2 separate regions of the Xenopus laevis genome follow, and region 2 is linked to region 1. A link is a contact called in public Hi-C data. All regions are on one chromosome and are shown on one strand. The core of a region is the stretch at or near the end of the contact, and the rest is flanking DNA. Distances in the headings are between cores, read along the strand shown. Region 1 holds the start of astl2f.S (embryonic protein UVS.2-like). Region 2 overlaps ccnd1.S (cyclin D1 S homeolog).

Region 1 (5,360 bases), core at 1,799-4,298:
AAGTTGCTTAGAATTGGCCATTCTATAACATACTAAACAGTAACTTAACAGTGAACCTCCCCTTAACAATAGGGAAGGAAGATTTTTTTTTCCAGAAAAGGTGGCAACCCTAACCCACCCCTAGTTTGGCATTAATGTCCCCTCCTTGGCTGACAAAGGAAATGGTCCTACTCATCACCCCCCTCATCAACTCACTTTCTCCCCCCTCGTCACCTCACTGTGGTGGTGGGGAGAATTGTGGGAAGGGGGCTTGCCTAGGGTGCCCCATAGTTTTGGTCCGGCACTGCAATCGCCTTTAAAATAAGCACTAAGTGGTGCACTTTACTATCATTATACTAACTATATAACTAGGAATGATTACATTACAAGACATTTAGATAATAAAGTTCTATAAATGATTATTTGTGTTTCCACTGCAGGATGTACCCACTAGTGACAAGTTTGGGAAGAAGGACTGGAGGAATCAGCACACACCTGTCATGCACCTGTATAATCCTAATAAACTCATGTGCAGGGTGGAAGCTCCCATTGTACAAACCAAGCACAACTAATCATATCAGGGACACACCGAGGGTGGATAATGGAACTCCTCTCAGTCCGGCCTGCAGGCAGAGGCAGCGGAAGGAGGGTCGGGAGTGCAACAGGTGCAACTGGGCCCAATTCTGGTAATTAATTACATAGTAAGGATTTTTCTGTAAAATAAGGACCCACAATATTTTTAGACTAAGGCCCCTAGTCTACCACTGACTGGGGAAATGTCAAATGGGGTAGTTGGGGGTTACAAAAAAAAATGTTTTTGAAAATTAGTACACCACATCGAATTGCTTCTTTCCGCCATAGACACTCATTATTGGGTTGGTGAGGGGGCTGCTTGGGCCTCTGTGAAATGGGAATTCCAGGGCCTGTTTTGAATCCCAGTCCAGACTAAAGTATTTAGCCAACTTTAGTTTTTCAGCCAGTGTGCTTGCAAGTGCAAAAATGTACAAAATGGTGCAGTTACTTCCATAAAAACTCCTGGGTCACCCGGCCAAAAGTTGCAAAGTTCTCCTGAGTTTTTTCAGACCTGCTTCACCCGAAGACTAGGGCAGGTCCCTTGATATCCCTGGCCAAAAGGTGTTGATGTCTCCTGAGTTTCTTCAGACCTGTTTCCGAAGACTAGGACGGGTCCCTTTATATCCGGCCTTCCCAGCCAAAAGGCCCACAGGGAAGAAGGGTTTTCAGTCCACCTTTGTGGCTAGGCTAGGGTGGTCCCTTTGTCCCTTCCCCTTCAGCCCAAAGGCTTACAAGGGGTCAAGGGATATAAATGGACCTCTAAAGAGTGCCCATGGAAGGGTCAGGTTCAGGGGAGAAGGAGCCTAATGGCCGCACATCTCCATCCTAGATCATTGCGTAGCCCAAGGGATTTATTGCTCCAAAAAGTGCTTAAAAGTATGGAGGGAAAAAAAATAGCTAATAGCTTATAAAAAAGTGGTTGTGTGCATCCCCAGCCGATTGGCTAGAATGTAAACATTTGTTCATCACCAGACCAAAAGGCTGGGGGTAAAAAAGCATGGTGCACAGAAAAGTGTTCAAGTGTGCAAAAGTGCCTGCTCCATTGTGTCCAGTCTCACAGGGAAATCAAGCACCCCAGGTTTGCAAAGGGGTGCTATCTCAGGCTCCATTTAGTTGTATCCTTTGGCCAGAAGATCATGTGCCTCTTTTCCTCACTAGTGAAGGGCCCCCCCTAGCACCAGTGGAGGGATTTGCCTACTGCCCACCCAGACCTTCAATTGCTTAATCAACAAGGGGCAGCCAATTGTAGCCAAGAAACAGGGAGCCCAGGAGGTCAGTGGGCCAATAACCAAGGTCTATTGGTGACTTTCATTGTGCTCCCCACTAGGACCAAACCCTGGACAGGACTCTCATTACAGCCTCTCCTCCAGTGTCAGGAGCCCTGTGTCTGTGAGGGCACCATGAATGAGCCACAAGGCTCTCTATCCATAATCTCTGGTGCCTTCTTTGCCATCATGTTTGCATCACACTTGGGACAGGAGGACACAGTTGAAGGATAGTCTAATGCTGGAATATTCCCAGGCACCTCCTGTACAGTTGGACTGGCACAGTGTAATGACAGTCATTATCATGTTAACATTGGTCACCCTAGATATCCATGACTTCATGCTGAAATTGGCTTTTTTTTTCCACGGGTGTGTCCTTTGTGGCCCCCATTCTTACTGTTTAAAAAGAAGGATTTACGGGGTTTTTAGGGCATAGACAGACACTGCACAAACAGACATGGGCGGCACAGCCAAACTGGTGGCCTTACTATGTATATTGCAGGCGGCTGCAGCAGTACCTCTGGAGGTAAGTACACAGCTTTCTGGCAAGTATATTGTACATTGGGTAAGACTGGCTTAGTATCTGCACATGGGGGAAATACAGTACATGTATGGGACCTGTTATCTAGAATGCTCGGGACCTGGGCCTTTCTGGATAACGGAGCTTTCCATAATTTGGATCTTCATACCTTAAGTCTACTAGAAAACAATGTAAACATTAAATAAACCCGATAGGCTGGGATTGCTTCCAATAAGGATTAATTATATCTTAGTTTGAATCAAGTACAAGGACCAGGAATGGGATCCGTTATGTGGAAACCCGTTATCCAGAAAGCATTTTTTCCCTTTCTCTCTGTAATAATGAATCATCAGCTTGTACCTGATACAAACTAAGATATAATTAATCCTTATTGGAAGCAAAACCAGCCTATTGGCTTTATTTAATGTTTAAGTAATTTCTTAGTAGACTTACGTTGTGAAGATCTAAATTACGGAAAGATTCTGAATAACAGGTCCCATACCTGCACTGTTTCATTATTACAGTGAAAAAGGAAGTCATTTTTGAAAATTCGGATTATTTGGATAAAATGATGTCTATGGGAGACAGCCTTTAAGTAATGTTCTGGATAGCTGGTGTCCGTAAAACGGATCCCATATATATGTAAAAGATGATAATAGCACAACAAAGGTATAACTGACATTTGTCTTTGTTCATTGTTATAGATCACTGACGGCCGCATCAATATCGGTAATGGTAAGTGTAAAAGTGTCACATAGACTTTATGAAATTGGGCTTCATGAAAAGGTAGCTTTTCCTTTAAAATGACATGGCTGTATAGGAGTCAGCCGCTGAGCAGGGGCGTAACTATAGAGGAAGCAGACCCTGCGGTTGCAGGGGGGCCCAGGAGTGTAGGGGGCCCAGTGAGACCCTAATTAATTAGCAATTTTAATATATCTTGGTAAAATAGGCCAACTTATAAATATTTTGGGGCCCTAAATTGAATTTGCTATGGGGCCCAGTAACAACTAGTTATGCCACTGCCGCTGAGCATTCCTACAGTAATTATAGCTTATTGCCCGCACTAGCTGTCCCTTCTGTGTACACTGGCATTTGTGCAAGTCCATAGGAGCTGCCATACTGATTACCATAAACTCTGCATTGAGGATTTCTTCCTTTTTTATTTTCTTTGTGTGTTTGCAGTGTAGACTGAGGGTAAAATCATTCAGTTTCCAGATCTCTGCCAGTCATCGACCTGATTGATTGATTATCAGGAAACATGGCCAATCGGGTTGCTGTGGCTGCTCAGGGGTGGGGACCAGAGACAGAGGCTACAGGTTGGGGCTCAGACATTGGGCCATGGAAACATTTAGGATTAAAATACTAGTTACACCTGCCTGTTCCCATATGCCTAACTAGGAAACCTGGGTAAGGCCAACCTGTTGGTGGTTCACAATGAACATTGGCTTCGGGCATTATATATAGGTACACTTGCATACCTCCCAACTGTCCCATTTTTCGTAGGACAGTCCTGATTTTGACAGCTCAACCCGCAGTCCCGTGTTTGTTACAGAAATATCCCGACTTTATCTTTGATCTCCTGCACTGAACAGCCAAAAAGAGATACAAAGTTTCTGACTTAATTAGCTTTTGGCAGAGAGCCCAGAATAGATACTTTGAAACTTTTGTAACAATGTAAGATTAGCAGGTCTCTTGGGAGAACTTAGACTCACAGCTTAAGGGCTCTTACTGACGAGCGGTTGAAGCTGCAATCCCCTGCGTACCGTTTTTGTGCGTTCAGCCGCAGGGGAGCACAGGAATAGACGCATTAAGTTTTTTTCAATGGGGCTGTACTCACACAGGAGCGTGTAGGCGCCGAACGCAGGTTGGGACGCAACATGCTGCATTTTTCCTGCGTTCGGCGCCTACACGCGCCTGTGTGGGGAGCGCAGCTTCAACCGCTCGTCAGTAAGAGCCCTTGAAAGCAATTCACCTTTATTAGCAAAACATAAAAACCACAGAAATATGTTCAAACTTTCATAACCTGCCAAATTTTGTAAAATGGACATGGTAATTAGGGGGTGTGGTCACAAAATGAGCATGGCAAAAAATTCACTGCGCTCTGCTCAGCAAGTCTTTTTTGTCCCTCTTTCTATTTCCAAAATGTTGGGAGATATGCATTTGTAAGCTGCATGTTGTACCTCTCAAAAAACATCACTTGTAGGCTAAAGGCTGCAATGAATGACACTGTTCTATCCCCACCCCTCTGATCTTTTTTTTCAGAATTCCAGGATAATTTGGGAAATGATCATTCTAAATCTCTTCTCAATATGGAGAAAGGTAAATATGAGATGGTTGGGGCATGGGGCATTTGTTATTACACAATAATACTAGCCATTTTCACATTTAGAATTCTAGGTCTACTAAACCACCCTTGTAACAAATCAGCATTTAGTCTGTTGCATGTAAAGAGGAACCTTGGATGAGGGAATCTTGGGGGGCCCTAAATTCTGAGTCCTTGTTGGAATAACACATTTAGGATTGTCTGTATCTGTTTATGGCTTTTGCAGAATTACAAGAAATGAAAAGGACCTTAGCATCTCTCAAGCTTCTAGAAGGTCAGAAGGAAGAAGGCAGCAGTGATCCACTGGACATCTTAAGTGAGATTCTACAAGCCAATGAAGGTAACAAAGGGCAAAAATAAGTTCTATATCTATAGTGGGTTCTATATCTGCACTGGGGCCATGGTGATAGGGGCCAGTCTGCTACCAAGGCACTGTGGGCATGGGAATGTCCTTCATGCTTTTATCTATGTTCTTCCACCCCAAGCAGGCCCGGACTGGCAATCTGTGGGTTCTGGCAAATGCCAGAGGGGCTGCTATAAGGTCCCATAGAAAATCAGTATTTAGTGGGCTGGTGGAGCTGTTTGGGCCTCTATGTGGCTGATTGGGCCTCTGTGTACCTGAAATGCTAGGGCCTATTTTAATTCTCAGTCCGGACCTGACCCCAAGGGTCCCCTTATGTTAGAGACCCAAGGCAAACAC
Region 2 (4,867 bases), core at 2,249-4,748, 240 kb before region 1:
TATTTTTTTTGCATTCATAATTCTTCACCCTTCTTTTCCCCCCCACGACGTTTCCCTTCGAAACTATTTTTATAAAATAAAAGGGCAGGGGAAAAAAAGGTACATAGATGTGCAAATTTCCTATTTTTACCTAAAATTTAAAAAACCTAGAAAGAATTTAAAATAAAATCAGGAAGGGTTATGCACTGAGATTCTAACAATATCAAGTACACCACACTCACGTTTCCGATGGTCAGGGCATTTTGTCTTCGAGATGGACAAGTCAAAGGGGGAGGAAAATTGCATTTTACAAATTATACTGGCCTTTTTGAGGATCTTCTGTAATAAATATCAGCCTTAGCTATAAATTATATAGTTTAGTGTTAAAAAAAAAAGCTTGAGATAAAGCTTTTTTAAAAAAACCTACTAGACTACTCGCCCTTTATGTCAACACTTAAAGCCATACACAGCACCATAGCAATTCTAAACATTTTCTATGAATAAATGAAAAAAAAAAAAAAAAATACACAGAAACGGATTTGGGTTGTGTAAATGCAAATTTTCTAACCACTTTTTTTCACCCCTAACACCATATTTTAAAAAACAAAACAAAAAAAATCTTGAATTGCTAGTTGCAAACAAGCACCAAAAAATTTAAATAAAAAAAAAATTCTAAACCATTCCATTTTTTGTTGATTCCCACACAAAATAACATATTAGCTATAATGGACCCAAAGTGCTTTGAAATGGAACGGTTGTAGAATAAAGGAAAACAAAAAAAGTCGCGGATATGAACCGACCATCGCCGGGCTTAGAAGTCATCGGGGGGGTTTCCAGCATGTTATATAAAGGCAGCTAGAGAAAAAAACATGATTATAAAAATATATATTATGTTCACTATGTCTGTATCTCTTTATAATAGAGTATAATAGAGGCAGTAAACTAATCTCAGGCGATACGAAAGCCGGTTCTCCCCCTCTAAGCCGGCGGGCAAATCCGCGGACCATATTCATATATAGTGATGCGCTATACTACAATACGCTATTGTACGGAGTACACCAACCATTGATAAGGCGAAGAGGCGTGACAAACTATAAAGGAATTTCGAATATATAAAGTGACTACATGCAATAGCAAGCAGGATACGAAGAAGCCTGAACTGCATGGAAGGAAAGTTTGGTTGTTGTTTTTTTTTTAGTTGCTTTTTTTCTTTTTAAGAAAATAAAGGACATTTTTGTAATTTCCTTTTTTTTTTTTTTACAAAAAAAAAATCTATCTAGAAACCTCTTCTACGTTAAAAATGGCTGTATACATGTAAGAAATGGAAAAAAAACAAACAAACTAGTACCTCCCCTGGAGACAATTCTCTTGTGTTAATGCCTATTTTTATAACATACAGACACAAACACTTTAATATAAAACTAAATGATTATTGTCTTATAAAAATTATCTTTTTTGTAGCACAAACCTATAGAGGGTTTATACAAATACTATTTTTTTTTCCTCTTTTTTTTTTTTTGTTGTACGAAAAGTTTTTGGGAATTATTTGTATTTTTTTTTTCTTTTAGAGATGAACGGGGACACACGAAGCAGAATTTCCTCCTGGCAAGTGACAAGTGTCCGGAAGGCGTGGCCTTGTTCTCTTCCGCAAGTTCTATCCCAACACACTCCAAAGCTTTATATATATATATATATATATATATATATATATATATATATATATATATATATGTACGAGCAAAATAAAACGTCTGTGAGCAGTTCCATGTCAGATATTGACGTCTCGGACATCGGTCGGGGTGCAGGAGATATCCACCTCTTCTTCCATGTTTTTTGTGTCTGAGGAAGTGTTGTGTTGCTGTTGTGCTTGGCGCAAACTGGACTCTAGGAGGGACTCAATCTGTTCTTGGCACGCCCGTAAACAGTCCTAATGGGAAGAGAACGCCAACTGTTAGGACATTTGCATGCATGATTTAGGCCAATAAAATACATATTTAGGCTAAGGGCATGCCTGGCGGATCATCCCTCACCTATATTTGTCCTGATAGCACTTAAAGGGATACTGTCATGGGGAAAAAATTTTTTTTCAAAATAAATCAGTTAATAGTGCTGTTCCAGCAGAATTCTGCACTGAAATCCATTTCTCAAAAGAGCAAACAGATTTTTTTATATTCAATTTTGAAATTTGACATGGGGCTAGACATATTGTCAATTTCCCAGCTGCCCGAGTCATGTGACTTGTGCTCTGATAAACTTCAATCACTCTTTACTGCTGTACTGCAAGTTGGAGTGATATCACCCCCTCCCTTTCCTCCCCAGCAGCCAAACAAAAGAACAATGGGAAGGTAACCAGATAACAGCTCCCTAACACAAGAAAACAGCTGCCTGGTAGATCTAAGAATAGCACTTAATAGTAAAAACCCATGTCCCACTGAGACACATTCAGTTACATTGAGAAGGAAAAACAGCAGCCTGCCAGAAAGCATTTCTCTCCTAAAGTGCAGGCACAAGTCACATGACCAGGGGCAGCTGGGAAATTGACAAAATGTCTAGCCCCATGTCAGATTTCAAAATTGAATATAAAAAAATCTGTTTGCTCTTTTGAGAAATGGATTTCAGTGCAGAATTCTGCTGGAGCAGCACTATTAACTGATTCATTTTGAAAAAAACTTTTTTCCCATGACAGTATCCCTTTAAGTCTAAAAAAAATCCCCCAAAATCCGAAACACTTTGAATCACTTTTCAATGACAACAGGAAGTGTCGCTAATAACCCAGATGTGGCACATATCATACAAAAGCCAGCATGCATTCAGCAAATAATAGCTGACTTGGGGTCAGTTCAACCAATGGTAAAAGGGTGTAAAACACAAAACGTGAAACGTATAATGTAGGTCCACTAAGTCTTTTTTCCCTGACATTTAAAAGACCATGGAGTGGTCCTTTAAATGCACACTGTTAATACAAATGCAATAATACACTGAATTTATACAACTCATAGCTGACATTTTCAAGCAGAAGTAGACCCATACACTTCTCTGAGCTCCAACATAAATACAGAACATTCTTACTGATATTTACGCGCCCAAGAAATGCTGATCACAGTGATCTATGGTGACTGGCGTTTTCCACTGCGTAGTTTATTTAATACATCTAAGGGCTCTAGTTTACAGGTTCAGAGCTGCTGAATAATGGTCTTCACACCAACGCAGACCAACAAACCCATGAGAAGCCTGGGCAGGAGTCAGAGATTCATACAGTATACTGGGTGCTATGTAATTTTCCAAAAGATACAAGTCCTATGTAGGGCCGGAATTAGAGGTAGGCAGAAGAGGAACCTGCCTAGGGCGCAACTATGTGGCGGACGCTGGGCAGGTAACTACTCCTAGTCCAGGTTTGCTCCCCTGCTGCTCTCGCCTCCCCTTTATCACTCTCCCCTCCCTCCCTCTGTCCCTTGCCCCTACCTTCCTCCCGCCCCTTTGTTGCTCTCCCCTCCCTCCCCTTCTATTATTGCGCATGCGCACAAATGGGAGGGGGAAGGGTAGCCAACCGGGGTGCCTAGGGTGCCCTGTCGCCCTGGTCCTATGAAAGTGCCCTCAATTTTCCTGCACAATGGTGCTCCTGATAGAGGCCAAGAGCAGGCACTTGCTCCTTTTTTATTGACCACATTAAGGTCAGACCCCATGATATCCAAAAATAGGGGAATATTACACAACAGGACGGCTACGGTAGATTTTAGTCGATTTTAGGAGGGACATTTGTACTGTTTCTAGTAAACAAAGGGAACAACAGAAATTAAAGTAGACTGGCTACCTAACACTCAACAGTGATAGACACATTGTATACTACTGGTAGTGGCACTACTAGAAATACAGGTTTATATTTGCTTGAGTTTATATATGTATATATATTTCTCATCTTAACAATAAAGGAACAATGGGAGCTGACAACGAGGAAAGGCAATATATTGACTGAGCAAAGGAAATTCTAAAGACTATACATAAGGATAAAATAAACCTAATTTCTAAAAAGGTAGTGCTACATGCCTCAAAGAAACAGCAAATGTCTAGAGCACAACAAAGAAAACATTCCACGTCTTTATATTCCATTTATAAACTAACCCTGTAGGGCCCTGGACTGGGTCTGGGGGGAGAAGGGGCTTCTGAATGCTCTTCTTTCTCTGGTCTTCAAACATCTCTACCTTCAAGCTTTAAGTGCAGCTCAATAAACACTGTTGAGGGGCTAGCTCCATTAACCACCCGTCTGTGAACCTAACAAGGACTGTTTTAAAGCATTCTTCTGTAGTGGACTGAAGACATTGTTCCAGAACAAAGCTCGAAGCCGCCCCAACTTCACAGCTTTGGGATATGGATCATTGACCACTACTATTGCTTGTCCTATTCTTCCTGATCGCTTTCATTGCCAGGAAAAGGTTTATTGCTCCCAAATTACTGAGGTGCATCTACTAAAAGGGCGCTGAAGATTGATAGGGGTGTGAGGGAGAGTAAACCACCCAGTTAGAATACCAGCTACTGTAAAAGCACAGGAGATCATTAAAGGATGGCTTCATAAAAGTCCATCACACTGGGCAGGACAATGAAGATCCTAGTAGCCTTTATAAACCAAGGTCAGAAGAAGCCAGAAGGTCTCTGTTTGATGAGATCTTTCCAGATACTGTTTTCTTTTTAACTTGGCCTTTGTTTCTCGCATACTGTGGCATTCATTACTTGCTAAGTGCCACCAAACCGCTCATTCCAGAGCAAGAATAGTCAACTAGAAGACCCAACCTTAGGCCAGGACCCCCCCTTAGTGCATTAAATTAGTACAGATATAGGAAAATAATTAAATGTTGTCATAGATTCAAGAATATCTAGGGCAGCATAAACATAG

What was found. A called contact is a pair of places that touch in the nucleus more often than the background predicts.
Region 2: a contact with region 1 is called in a Hi-C map of the XL177 cell line, with 2.8 times the contacts expected there. The contact joins the enhancer-like site here to the promoter of astl2f.S in region 1. A contact is called at or near these places in 2 of 4 Hi-C or Micro-C datasets (the XL177 cell line and the XTC cell line).

The regions. Positions count from the first base shown.
Region 1 is chr4S:13,269,739-13,275,098 of Xenopus_laevis_v10.1, reverse strand. astl2f.S (embryonic protein UVS.2-like) reads left to right here and starts at 3,048. Exons shown (of 12, transcript XM_018260200.2): 1 at 3,048-3,072; 2 at 4,600-4,656; 3 at 4,887-5,000. The coding sequence starts at 4,647.
Region 2 is chr4S:13,511,397-13,516,263 of Xenopus_laevis_v10.1, reverse strand. ccnd1.S (cyclin D1 S homeolog) reads right to left here. Exons shown (of 5, transcript NM_001086005.1): 5 at 1,486-1,906. The coding sequence ends at 1,748. LOC108715237 (a long non-coding RNA gene) reads left to right here. Exons shown (of 7, transcript XR_005960801.1): 7 at 1,548-1,629. Among protein-coding and RNA genes, the nearest start is that of ccnd1.S, 14 kb to the right of the region's middle. Within about 2 kb of position 3,498, at least 2 of the 7 cell types and tissues checked have an H3K27ac peak or open chromatin away from gene starts, as enhancers often do.